2 separate regions of the Xenopus laevis genome follow, and region 2 is linked to region 1. Evidence: chromatin contacts called from public Hi-C data. All regions are on one chromosome and are shown on one strand. Each heading gives the region's core, a stretch centred on a gene start, on an enhancer-like site or on the middle of the called end of the contact. The rest is flanking DNA. Distances are from core to core; before and after follow the strand shown.

The links. A called contact is a pair of places that touch in the nucleus more often than the background predicts.
Region 2: a contact with region 1 is called in a Hi-C map of the XTC cell line, with 2.4 times the contacts expected there. The contact joins the promoter of rxra.S here to the enhancer-like site in region 1. A contact is called at or near these places in 2 of 4 Hi-C or Micro-C datasets (the XL177 cell line and the XTC cell line).

What each region holds. Positions count from the first base shown.
Region 1 is chr8S:30,182,145-30,187,658 of Xenopus_laevis_v10.1, forward strand. It overlaps rxra.S (retinoic acid receptor RXR-alpha-like), which reads right to left. Exons shown (of 11, transcript XM_018232591.2): 6 at 2,019-2,185; 7 at 1,562-1,691. Among protein-coding and RNA genes, the nearest start is that of LOC121393070, 37 kb to the left of the region's middle. Within about 2 kb of position 3,092, at least 1 of the 7 cell types and tissues checked has an H3K27ac peak or open chromatin away from gene starts, as enhancers often do.
Region 2 is chr8S:30,257,343-30,262,817 of Xenopus_laevis_v10.1, forward strand. rxra.S (retinoic acid receptor RXR-alpha-like) reads right to left here and starts at 3,162. Exons shown (of 11, transcript XM_018232591.2): 1 at 2,795-3,162. The coding sequence starts at 2,822.

The sequences.
Region 1 (5,514 bases), core at 1,842-4,341:
TTCAGTGGAAGCAACTAGTTTTTTAGTTTGACCATGAGGCAAGCAGTTGGCTCCTATTTGTGCATGTCTGATTCTATTTTCATGTCTGCCCTAGATACCTTGATATCTTTGTTTAAACTTTCACTACTGCTCATAAGTTGGTATTCGAACCCTTCTTAAGGAGACTATAAGATAAGATTAGAGAAAGAAACTAATTATATATAAATATGTAGTTGGCAACATGACTGGTTGAAGTTCTAGTGAACTCTCTGGAGCTCCTTGAGTTGGAAGAGCAAGCGATGGCACAGAAAGGCTTCTGCCATGTCAGCTCCTGCTTTCCCTCAATACTGGACGCATGAGTTGAATCAAGGAGTGCTGTTAGCTAGATGTTGGGATGTGAATGTTTCATGTGCAGTTATTCCCTGGAGCTTGTTCCTACTGCTCAATAATACATGAAGTCACTAGATAAAATACTGCAGGGAGGTTATTTAAAGCATTGAACAGAAACCATCGCAATTGGTCTCCTAAGACAAAAGCCAGGCTTCTGTTGATGGCAGTCCAAAAAGACTCTGCCCTTGCCAAGGAAACAACCGAGTCATCAAAGTCTTTTTTTCTTCTTTAACAGCTAGGAAACGGGTACCAGAGTCCTGTTTTGGCTTCTAACTCAGCAGTGTCTGGTTCTTAAATAAATAATGTCATTTTTATAAGGCAACGTTCACTCTCCCCCACCCCTTAAAGAGTCATGCGTGGTGGGAACTCCATCTATGCGCCTAGCAGTTTAAAAGCCGTAATCTGCTGGGATTCGACCTTCATATCCAAAGCACCGTTAACAGTTTGAGTTTCTTATTTATCTTTATAGTTGAAAGAAACCAAGATTTCTATTGCTTGTCCAGGTAAATAACCTTATGGAATACAGAAATGTTTCCAAAAACATTCAAACCATAGCAGTGAACCCCAACCAGTGCCTCGTGAGCAACATGTTGCTCCCAGTGGCCTCAAAGCAGGTGCTTATTTTCTAAATTCCTTGCTTGAAGGCAACTTTTGCCTTCATAAAAAACACTTGAAATGGCAAACAGAGCCTCTTGTAGGCTGGCAGTCCCCATAGGTACTACCAGTACCCAATCAGAGCCAATATCTGGCACCCTTAGGAACTTTTTGCATGCTTGTATTGCTCTCCATTTTTTTTTCAACATTTGAATGTTGCTCACGGGAAAAAAAGTTTGGGGACCTCCGCCTCAGAAGGTATGTCCTATGGGCTATATCGTTAGTTGTTGGGGAAGTTGTCTCCTAAAGAATGGATCTCTTATAATGACCCAAGCCACAAAGTATGTAGGCCTGGAGTTTTGTTGACTGTAACCAGCATAAAAAGGCACATACATGGAGCATGCTACGACATTGCAAATCATTTCACATACTTCTCTGCTACAGAATGTAATAAATGTGAGGCTTCCAGGACTGTCAAGTTCCATGCCCTCGGGGACCCTCTGCACTGTCAGTATATGCACCAGATTTCTAACGTACCCTTTGTGCCGAAGGGCTCTGACAGTTGCAAAAGTATCGACAGTTGTCCAAGAAAGCCTACCTGCCCTAAGAAGGATAACTTGGTCATCCAGCGGCAGATCTGAGAAATGTGGGATTCTCTTTGCCCATTCCACCAGTGTGAAGAGCTGCTTGTCTGCTGCTTGGCAAATGTTGGTAACAGGGTCGCTGGGCTGCGTCGGGGAAAAAGAAATACAGAGTGAGGTTTCCAAAAGAGGAACATATGACATCATCAATGACATGCCTTCAATTGGTGGAGATGCTCTACATGTGGACAAGCACAACTGATATCATTGGACTTCATAGCAACAAATGGCTTCATTACAGTAACCCCACACTCCAAATTGACTCATCATGGACTCTAAAATATTTTAATTTATAATTTATGTTTCTGGCAGAAATATCCTACTCAATATTCTCCACTATCAAATGAATAGGACGTATAAAGAGAAACGTCTAAATATCTCATGCTATACGCCCAGGTAATTGAGGTCACTTACAGAGTTGGGAGAAAGGCCCATGTTAGCCTCAATGTACGTCTCTGTCTTTGGTTCCACCGCAAGCTCCGCCTCAAGGATCTTCTCCACCGGCATGTCCTCGTTGGCACTGCTGCTACTCTCCACCTCATTTTCATTTCGTTCCTTTCCCCTCTGTCTCTCCTCCTGGACTGCTGTACACACACACAAAAACAGAAAAAGTGGAGAACATTATTTCTAAACATCTGACATACTGTAACATGAAGTTCCCTGAGGAAAAGATAATGATATTAATTGGGTCAAAGCCTTTGCTCTACAGGACACCAGTGACAGGGAAATCATACAACAGCCCTGTAAACTGGCAGCATTACACTGGCATAGTGTTTTTGGGGGGTCTTCTTATGCAAACCTCTTCTTTTATTTCCATATCTTATAAACATCATTATGAATACTTGGGTGGAAGACGTTTACATGCTGAGGAGCAACCAACTGAATTACGGCCACCTTTTCCAAAGCTAAACAAAGATCTTTGTTCAATTAGGTTTTGGAGAAAACAAGCTCGTCAGGTTGCATTTAATATAGTTCTTTGTGCCATAAGCAGAGTAAAAGCCGAGGCCGCTCAGGCAGGGAATGGGAAGCCTGGGAAAGTTATGCAGCTGCCTGGGATTTGTGCAATCAGCAGGCTCTGGAATTCCCAGGACACCAGAAATCTAATTACATCTCTGGGTGACGTCTGACGTGGGCTTTTATGCCTGTAAATCCGCAGCAACAGTTCAGTATCCGGGTACTGGCTACCACCGATAATCACAGCTATTAAGACACTACATGATAATCCATAGGCTAAACAGAAGCAATAGCAACAGGTTAAACCTCTTGATGACCGAGGAAGAGACCTTAGCCATGCCGACAGCCTGCTATTTTACAGTCTACAAGTTTAGCCAATAAATGGTATCACTTTCTCTTCATTTTCCTGTTTTGATCAATGCTACTATGGTTCAACCACAATCAACTTTGCACTCCGAATCAACCAGCTGCAGCTCACACACAGGAAACACAGTGACCAGCCCTTCCCGGCTTCACTCTGGCAGTGTCACCAGAAGCACGCAAGGAATGTGACTAGGGGCAAGGCCTTGGAAGCCGGCCACCTCCAACAGAACTCTAAGATCCAGCTGCTGGTGGCAAGGAATGAGAAGGGAATTCCTCACAGACGTCTTCCTACCGGGGGTCCTGTCAGGCATTAGCCTTGTTATGTCTAATGATAAAAGTCCTCTCCTGATTGCCTATCGGATGTGACAAGTTCCTGGCCACCATAGATCTGCATGGCTGTGACATATGGCCAAGTCTCTATTACAATGCACAGGCTGAGGGTAGTGGACTTGATGGAAATTATGGTAAAGCTCAACAGATCTTATACGAGGGTCTATGAACCACATTTAAGCAGAAAGGGTGGAGGAGCTGTTACCATACACTGGCCAATACTATGAACACCACCAGTTGAAATGTTCAAACCCTATTGATCACATCCAGCCAGCACACACCAAACCTTGGACTAACCTGTTATCAGTTGGCGTATGTAGATAACTCAACTCAACCTGAAAGCTGCACCTGAAATCTTCGAAAGAAGCCAAGGCAAGAAATTGGTTATGGTAGATCAGGGGTGTGGTTGGGGATGGAATGGGAATGGCTCACACAGATCCCTTTAAGTGTCGGTGGGTGGTTCTGTCTATGGCCAGTTTAAGGATAAAGCCTCCAACTGGCACAGTCGCCCCAAAACAGACCCTTGTATAACCCACCCATAGTTCGGGAGATACTCTCAGTACAATAATAGCAATCTAAAATTGCATTTCCCAACTGATGAAAGAACAAGTAAAAAAAAATGCAAAAACTGAAATGTAATTTCGTTTACATGTTTTTATATATATATATATATATATGGCCCCAAGACAAGTTTGTCATTTCAACAACTAGTAACACCAAAAATGAAAATGATATAAAATAGTTTCTGTGCAGCAGAAGCCCTTGCATTTGTTTATCAGCCCTCCTGTGTGTCCCCTATAAACCCTACCACAACAAGAGCCCCCAGTCAACAAGCCAGCAGTCCCCCTGAAGAAACTGCTTTAAAAAATTTGTATCAAATAAATAACTGCATGCTCAGTGGGTTCTATGAGATATGAACACCTAGTAATCACAGGTTACAATATTGTATTAGACTTTCTTCCCCAATTAGCTTAAGCCCTCACCCCACCCCAACTTCCCTGTCCACCCACTCAAGAGATTGCGGAGAGTGTTAAAAACCATTAGTGCCGTGACTGCCAGAGACAGCTTCCTGTTTCAGACCCTTACTTCCTCTGTCTGTCTCAGTGAGCGCTATGAGCAAACCTTTTGTCTATTTGTAGTTCAACAATTCGATTGGAGCTGCCATATTGTTAGACAACACCGTGTGAGGGTAAAGCTTACTTTGTGCCCAGAGCATTTCATCTCTGTGTATAGGCAAGGGCTGTCATATTGTTTACCTAGAATGGTAGTCATTAGTCAAATCCAAGTTTCAATAATGGACAGCACCGTTTTTATGAATAAAAAGCCTTTATTTGTTACTTGGCTACGACCAAAAGATACAGTTGCGTTTCAAGCCATGTCCTGGCTCTTTATCATTAGTCAAATCCAATGCAAATCCAATCCAAATCCAATAACTTTAAGCCCACAGTAGTTTCACTACATTACAATGGTAATCATACTGTCCAAGCTTGAGCAACCTCTGAAACACAAGATTATATTAGCCAATGCAAATTCAAAGCTCATACTTTTTGACTAGACTCCCCCCCTCAAAGAAAAAACATAATCCTTCTCCAGCACTGAAAAGAAATGGCAGAAACAAGAGTCAATGTTGATGAAACTGCCTCATTAGATGTCTAGCCTCCAAATCCAACCTCCGCAAAATTCTAGGCTTAAATTTGCCCAAGTATTGGATGCCTGATATTAGTTTTCAACTGGGATTCTTTATGGCATTCCTTTGCTCATTGAAGATCATCCCTACAGGCTAGGTCATCAACTACATTATTACCAGTAAACACCATGAAAACTCTAGATGTGGGTCATTCAACAAGATCAATAATTTCTAATAACCTTGCAGTCCTTTTAAAATGTACATAAGGTGGTAGGTAGCAAGAGGAATCCTGTTGCATTGTGTCTCCATAGTCTTAAAGGGATCCTGTCATCGGAAAACATGTTTTTTTCAAAATGCATCAGTTAATAGTGCTACTCCAGCAGACTTCTGCACTGAAATCCATTTCTCAAAAGAGCAAACAGATTTTTTTATATTCAATTTTGAAATCTGACATGGGGCTAGACATTTTGTCAATTTCCCAGCTGTCCCTGTCATGTGACTTGTGCCTGCACTTTAGGAGAGAAATGCTTTCTGGCAGGCTGCTGTTTTTCCTTCTCAATGTAACTGAATGTGTCTCAGTGGGACATGGGTTTTTACTATTGAGTGTTGTTCTTAGATCTGCCAGTCAGCTTGTGT
Region 2 (5,475 bases), core at 1,912-4,411, 75 kb after region 1:
TTCCATGCATCTGATAAAAGTTCCCCCCCCACCCCAGGGGTTAAGCCAATCTCACTGTGTACATCCATTCCCGACTACTGCAACTGCTATAACTACTCCTGAGGTCTATGCTGAGCCTTGATTAGATGGCAGTGAGAGCTGGAAGCCAGTTAAAGGGGAAACTCCTCCTAAAAACTGTTTATTGCCTAATGAAGGACAAGATCATTCTAAGCAGCTTCCCAATATCCATTCATTCCCCATTCTCACTGGATTTATAGTTCTGTGTAACTGTCACTGTCTCTGTCCCTTTCTCTTGTCTGCACTGCTGTCTCTGACTCCTGATACAACTTCCCAATATCCATTCATTCCTCATTCTCACTGGGTTTATAGTTCTGTGGATGTCATTGCTATTGTCTGGCAATGGCTGTTTATATTCTCCTGAAACAATATTGCAGAAGTCAGCAGATTCCCTGACCTGGAGGAGAACTGACTCCTGCTACATTGTTTCATAAAGACGGAATCAGAAAGGGACAGCTGGACACTGCACTGACCAGTAACAAATACAACTGACTTGGGGTTCAGTTAGTTAGGAAAGCTGGTAAGATTGGGGGGGGGGCAAGCTCTGTATGGGAGGCCATCAGTGAGCCAGTTATCAGTAGGAATTCCTGCACAACAACTTGCACATGGACCTTGCACCATGAAGTTGGAATATTCACCTCGCTCCAGTTCCTGTCCTGCGCCCCGCCAAGCTTTAGGGTGGCATATACACAGCCCAGTTTTACTGCTCCAGTACCCACATACTGGAACCCTCCTTCTGAATCTGATAACTGTGGCCCTTGAGGGTGCAACAGCCTTAAATGGGCAGAGATCAGGAAGCTCCGCACTGCACAGCAGTTTGCATCTAAATTGTAACTTCTGAAGGGCCCTAATGCTGCCTGGCATCTAATATACCCATTAGAAGTATCTACTATACCCATTAAAAGTGGGGCATGGTGCCACTCACAATTGGTTTCCTTTTTCTGAAATGTACCCGGCCCAAACTCACCCCAAATGCTTTTTCTCATACGTCACCTCGGTGCCCAGGCAAAACACTCGAGGGACAAGAGGTTCTCAAGGAGAGAAAAAATCTGGTGGGAAAGTGACCTGACTGCCCGTGGGAATCAGGTGTGCCAACAACAAGCACAGAGCAAGGGGGTCTTACCCTCCGACATTCAAGGTTTGACAGTCCAATGCCCAATCCCAAGAGGATCAAGCTAACTGCCCACTGGTATCCCCGGGTCAGTGAAGTGGGTCAGACTTGGTAAATGTTCTATGGGGCATTTATCATTGTGCAGCACCCAGAGACACGGATCCTTCACGGTGCAAGGAAATAAACACCCCAGGTGCCTGACAAGTTTGGGGATGGAATTCAGCTTTTATTTATTTCATTGTCTGGTGCAGTGAATTGGGCCGGGCAAGGTCTTGTTACCTTGGCATTACCCATCACTAGATAAAAAAGAGGGGGGGTTGACCATAGAAATAATTGTACAGATGTGATCCCACATGTGCCACCAGTGTAGCTTATCCCATAGATATCACAGTGTTGTATCAGCATGCAGCTACATTGTGTCATGAAAAAAGTCACGGTTTTATTGAAAACAGGCAGCGCCATGAAACCACCCACCACTGACAATAAGGAGACCAGCGTCAAACAGTTCTCAGTCCTGAGTTGGACCTTTTAGACATGTGCCCGCAGGCACCTCCTCATCCCCTTGCAAACCATATGCATATAAATAATCCAATCTGCATACTGACTGGCTACAAACGCATTGGGCATGGTGAAGCAGTCTGCAAAAATGCCTGAATTTGAATACAATGCTAAAAATAATGTTTCTGTATAAGAAATACGGAAGATCCCACATTTATCCGATGGCACCAAATGGGCATTTATAGGAGTGATCGCAATTCTGTGCCCTTTATTATAGCAGCAGAACTCCTACTCTGAGCTTGAGGATCAGCTCCCAAGACCGAGCGCAGGGTCACAGGACAGAAGGGATGGGGGGTACTTGTCCCAAATGCTTGTAATTAGAAACCAGTTTGTGTGGCAGCGGGTGCTGGTGATGGGAAGAGGTGCCAAAACCGCGTGCACTCAGCGAGACCAATAAATCAGTGCATCTTTGCTTGGGGAAGGGGAAGTTTGTCCAATGCAGTGGGCCATTTCTACTAAGGACTGCGCATACCCCTGTGGCAGTTAATCAGCCTCAGATTAACGACAAAGAAGGCTGCTGGGAACAGTAGTGCCACAACTCTACAGAAGCAACTGGAATCACCCAGTTCCATTTGCATAACAATTGTCACCTTTCTGTTGCCACCCTGGTATAAATGGGTTAAGAGCCATTGGCAGGTACTTGATAAAATAGGAAGTAGCCTATACATGCCGGGATCATAAACACATTGGGCATTTCCCCTCCCCCTTTGTGACAGGACTCCCCTGACTTACACTTGAGCCAAAGAACTTTTTACCTGCTCTGCAGCTGCTGTAAACTACAACTCCCAACATGCCCCAGCAACCCATGAGGTGTGCAGTTAATAAGAGCTGGAGAAGAGGAAGGATTGTGTCACTGCCTGTGCCCAAAGAACTTGTGACCAATATCTGCCAGTCACTGCTGAAGGTGGGCAGCAAAGCCAGAGGGGGCATGAAGTCAAGAAGTGCATTGTGGGGGTTGAGTGGCAGGAATAAGAACTCAGGGGCATGAGCAGGAGACAGGCAATAGCAGCTGCAGTAGGTAAGTGCCCCCCACCCAAGCACAGCACCCTACTGGCACCCAGTACTCACCCAGCGGCAGGAAATGCTTGGTGTCCATGGCTGGTTAACTCATGCCAAACGCCTGGTGGTGGGAACTGGAAGCTGGGGCCCCGCACTGAAATCCTGCCCAGGAGAGCGATGGTCTTGGAGGGAACGGGAAATCCACGGGCCCCGGGGACAGTAAGATCCAGCAGCGTCGGGGGCCCAGGCGGAGGAGTTGCTGCAAACTCACCAACAATGTAAGGAAAGTAGTTGTCCTGCCTCCCCGCTCCAACTCCTCGGGCTGCAATGCAACGGGGCCCCGCCAAGGGGAGCAGCGACGGCCGAACCCTCAACCAGTGACACAGCGCAGAGGGGGGGAGCCGGGAGAACAAGCAGACACTGGGGAGAAAAGGCTGCGCTGGGGGCCCCCTACAGGCGGCAGCTACAAATGCGCCTCTCTCTGCGCGAACTCGCTCCCCGCGCTTCATGACAGTTGCACAACAGCGTGGCACTTGCTCTCACATCAACCGTATGGCACTCACAGTGGCACAGTACAACACGGGCTCACAGTATTGCCCTCACAGTGGCACAGCATGACATTCCCTATTCTACATATGGCACATAATGGCATTCTCTGGCTCTGCCATGCAGCTTGGGGCAAATGTGCAAAACACTGGGCATGGCACACACTTAGGGGGGTACTATTTGAGATATATATAGGGGCGCATGGATAAGAGGTGAAAACTTGTTACTTGGGAACCAAAAGGGGCTCAACTGCTTAACCCCAACAATGCCAGACTGCTACATACAATATGCACCCTCTATTTGCAGAATATAGAGGCCACCCACCACCATCCAGGACAGCTCCTTCCTGATCTGCCCATTCCCCTATGTAAGGCAGCAGTGCCAGGGCAGGATCCCCGAGTTGCAACTGAGTCAAGACATGCCACTTTCTACCTGCAGTCTCTCTAGCTGTTCTGAACTACAACTCCCAGCATGCCCCAGGAGCCGTATGCTTCAAAACAGCTGGAAAGGAAGAAGCTCTGGCCCAGCTGTTCTACAGACTCCAAATGGTGAAGGGGAAAAGCCATTAAAGGAGCTGCACCCTGGCATTGTTAGGGCCAAAGGGGAAGCAAAACCAGAACTGGGTCCCAGGCCGGGCTGTAAACTCAACATACCAGTATCAGCGAATTAAGGTTGAAATACAATGTGGGCCACCAAAGAAAGCAGCCAATCCCCTGGCATTAACCTGCCTCCACCTTCCCTATCAGTCTACCATTCAAACTGCAGTGCCATCAGTTGCTAGGATTAATGGGACCACATCAAAAAAAGACCAATTGCAATTTATCCTATGTCTACAGCATGCTGGCAGTTTCTATTCCTTTTTTAAAATATTTTATCTGACGTAACAAAGGGCAATTGAAACAATAAAAACAACAGATCCCTCAACAGCCTCAACCAATTGGCAAGAACCAACAAATTCCTCTAAAGGCTGAAAGAATAGAGGGCACGTGAAGGTTTTAAATAGAAGTGCTGTTGCCAATAGCAACCAAACAACAATTCATATTGACTGGTCGTCTAGAAGTTAGGCAAATAAAGATCTGATTGGTCTCTGATTAGCCCCTTCAATGGCTCATAGGGTGATTTGTAGCTGGAAACTGCCATGAATGCTGAATTGCTGATCACATGGACACTTCGTCTCTTCCGGTGCTTTTGCACGTTGCGTTTCTGAGCGATAATCGCCTGACCAGTAATCCCCCCCGGAAGAACAACCTTTCAGCATCGCATGATTTAGCAGAATATCTGAACATTTAAACATAACACAGATTTATTGTTTCCACAATGTAATATTCCTTTAATTTATTGTAATAGATATGGATTTAAACATGAAACAGATGTATGGAGAATAGCAATCCCGGGTTTTTCCCCCTGTAATCTGAACCTGTTCTTTAGGTATGTACATTCAATTTAACAGGATTTTTTTTTACCCCAGGCAGATTAAATTCAGATTTTGGTTACAACTTTCATAAGTGCTTTTAGCTCATTAGTACAGGAGAATACCTATGCCATATGCTGTATCTCTCTGTACAGGCTATGAGCAAGTTTAGGGGACTGTTCCTGCTGAATTATGCTTAGTACAGGGGAATACCTATGCTGCCATAGTGTTATGGGATCTCTCTGTACAGGTTATGAGCAAATTTAGGGGGCTGTTCCTGCTGAATTGTGCTTAGTACAGGGGAATACCTATACTGCCATAGTTTTATGGTATCTCTATATACAGACTATGAACAAACTTAGAGCATACCTCCCAACTGTCCCTTTTTCGGAGGGACAGTCCCTCTTTTGACACTTCAACCCGCAGTCCCTCATTTGTACTGGAAAGTCCCTCTTTTCTCTGTACTGAACAGCCAGAAAAAGAAACAAAGTTTCTCACTTAATTGGCTTTTAGCAGAGAGCCCAGAACACCTAACAGGTGCAAATAAGATACTTTGTAACAATTTTGAGACACAAAAAACAGTTTAGATAAGGAGAAATATTGTCAAACTTTCATAACCTGCCAAATTTTGTAAAACGAACATGGTAATTAGGGGGTGTGGCCACAGAAAGGGGTGTGGTCAAAAAAATTGCTGTGCTACGTGCGGAAAAAAAAATGTTGTCCCTCTTTTTACTTCCAAAATGTTGGGAGGTATGTTAGAGGACTGTTCCTGCTGAATTGTGCTTACTACGGA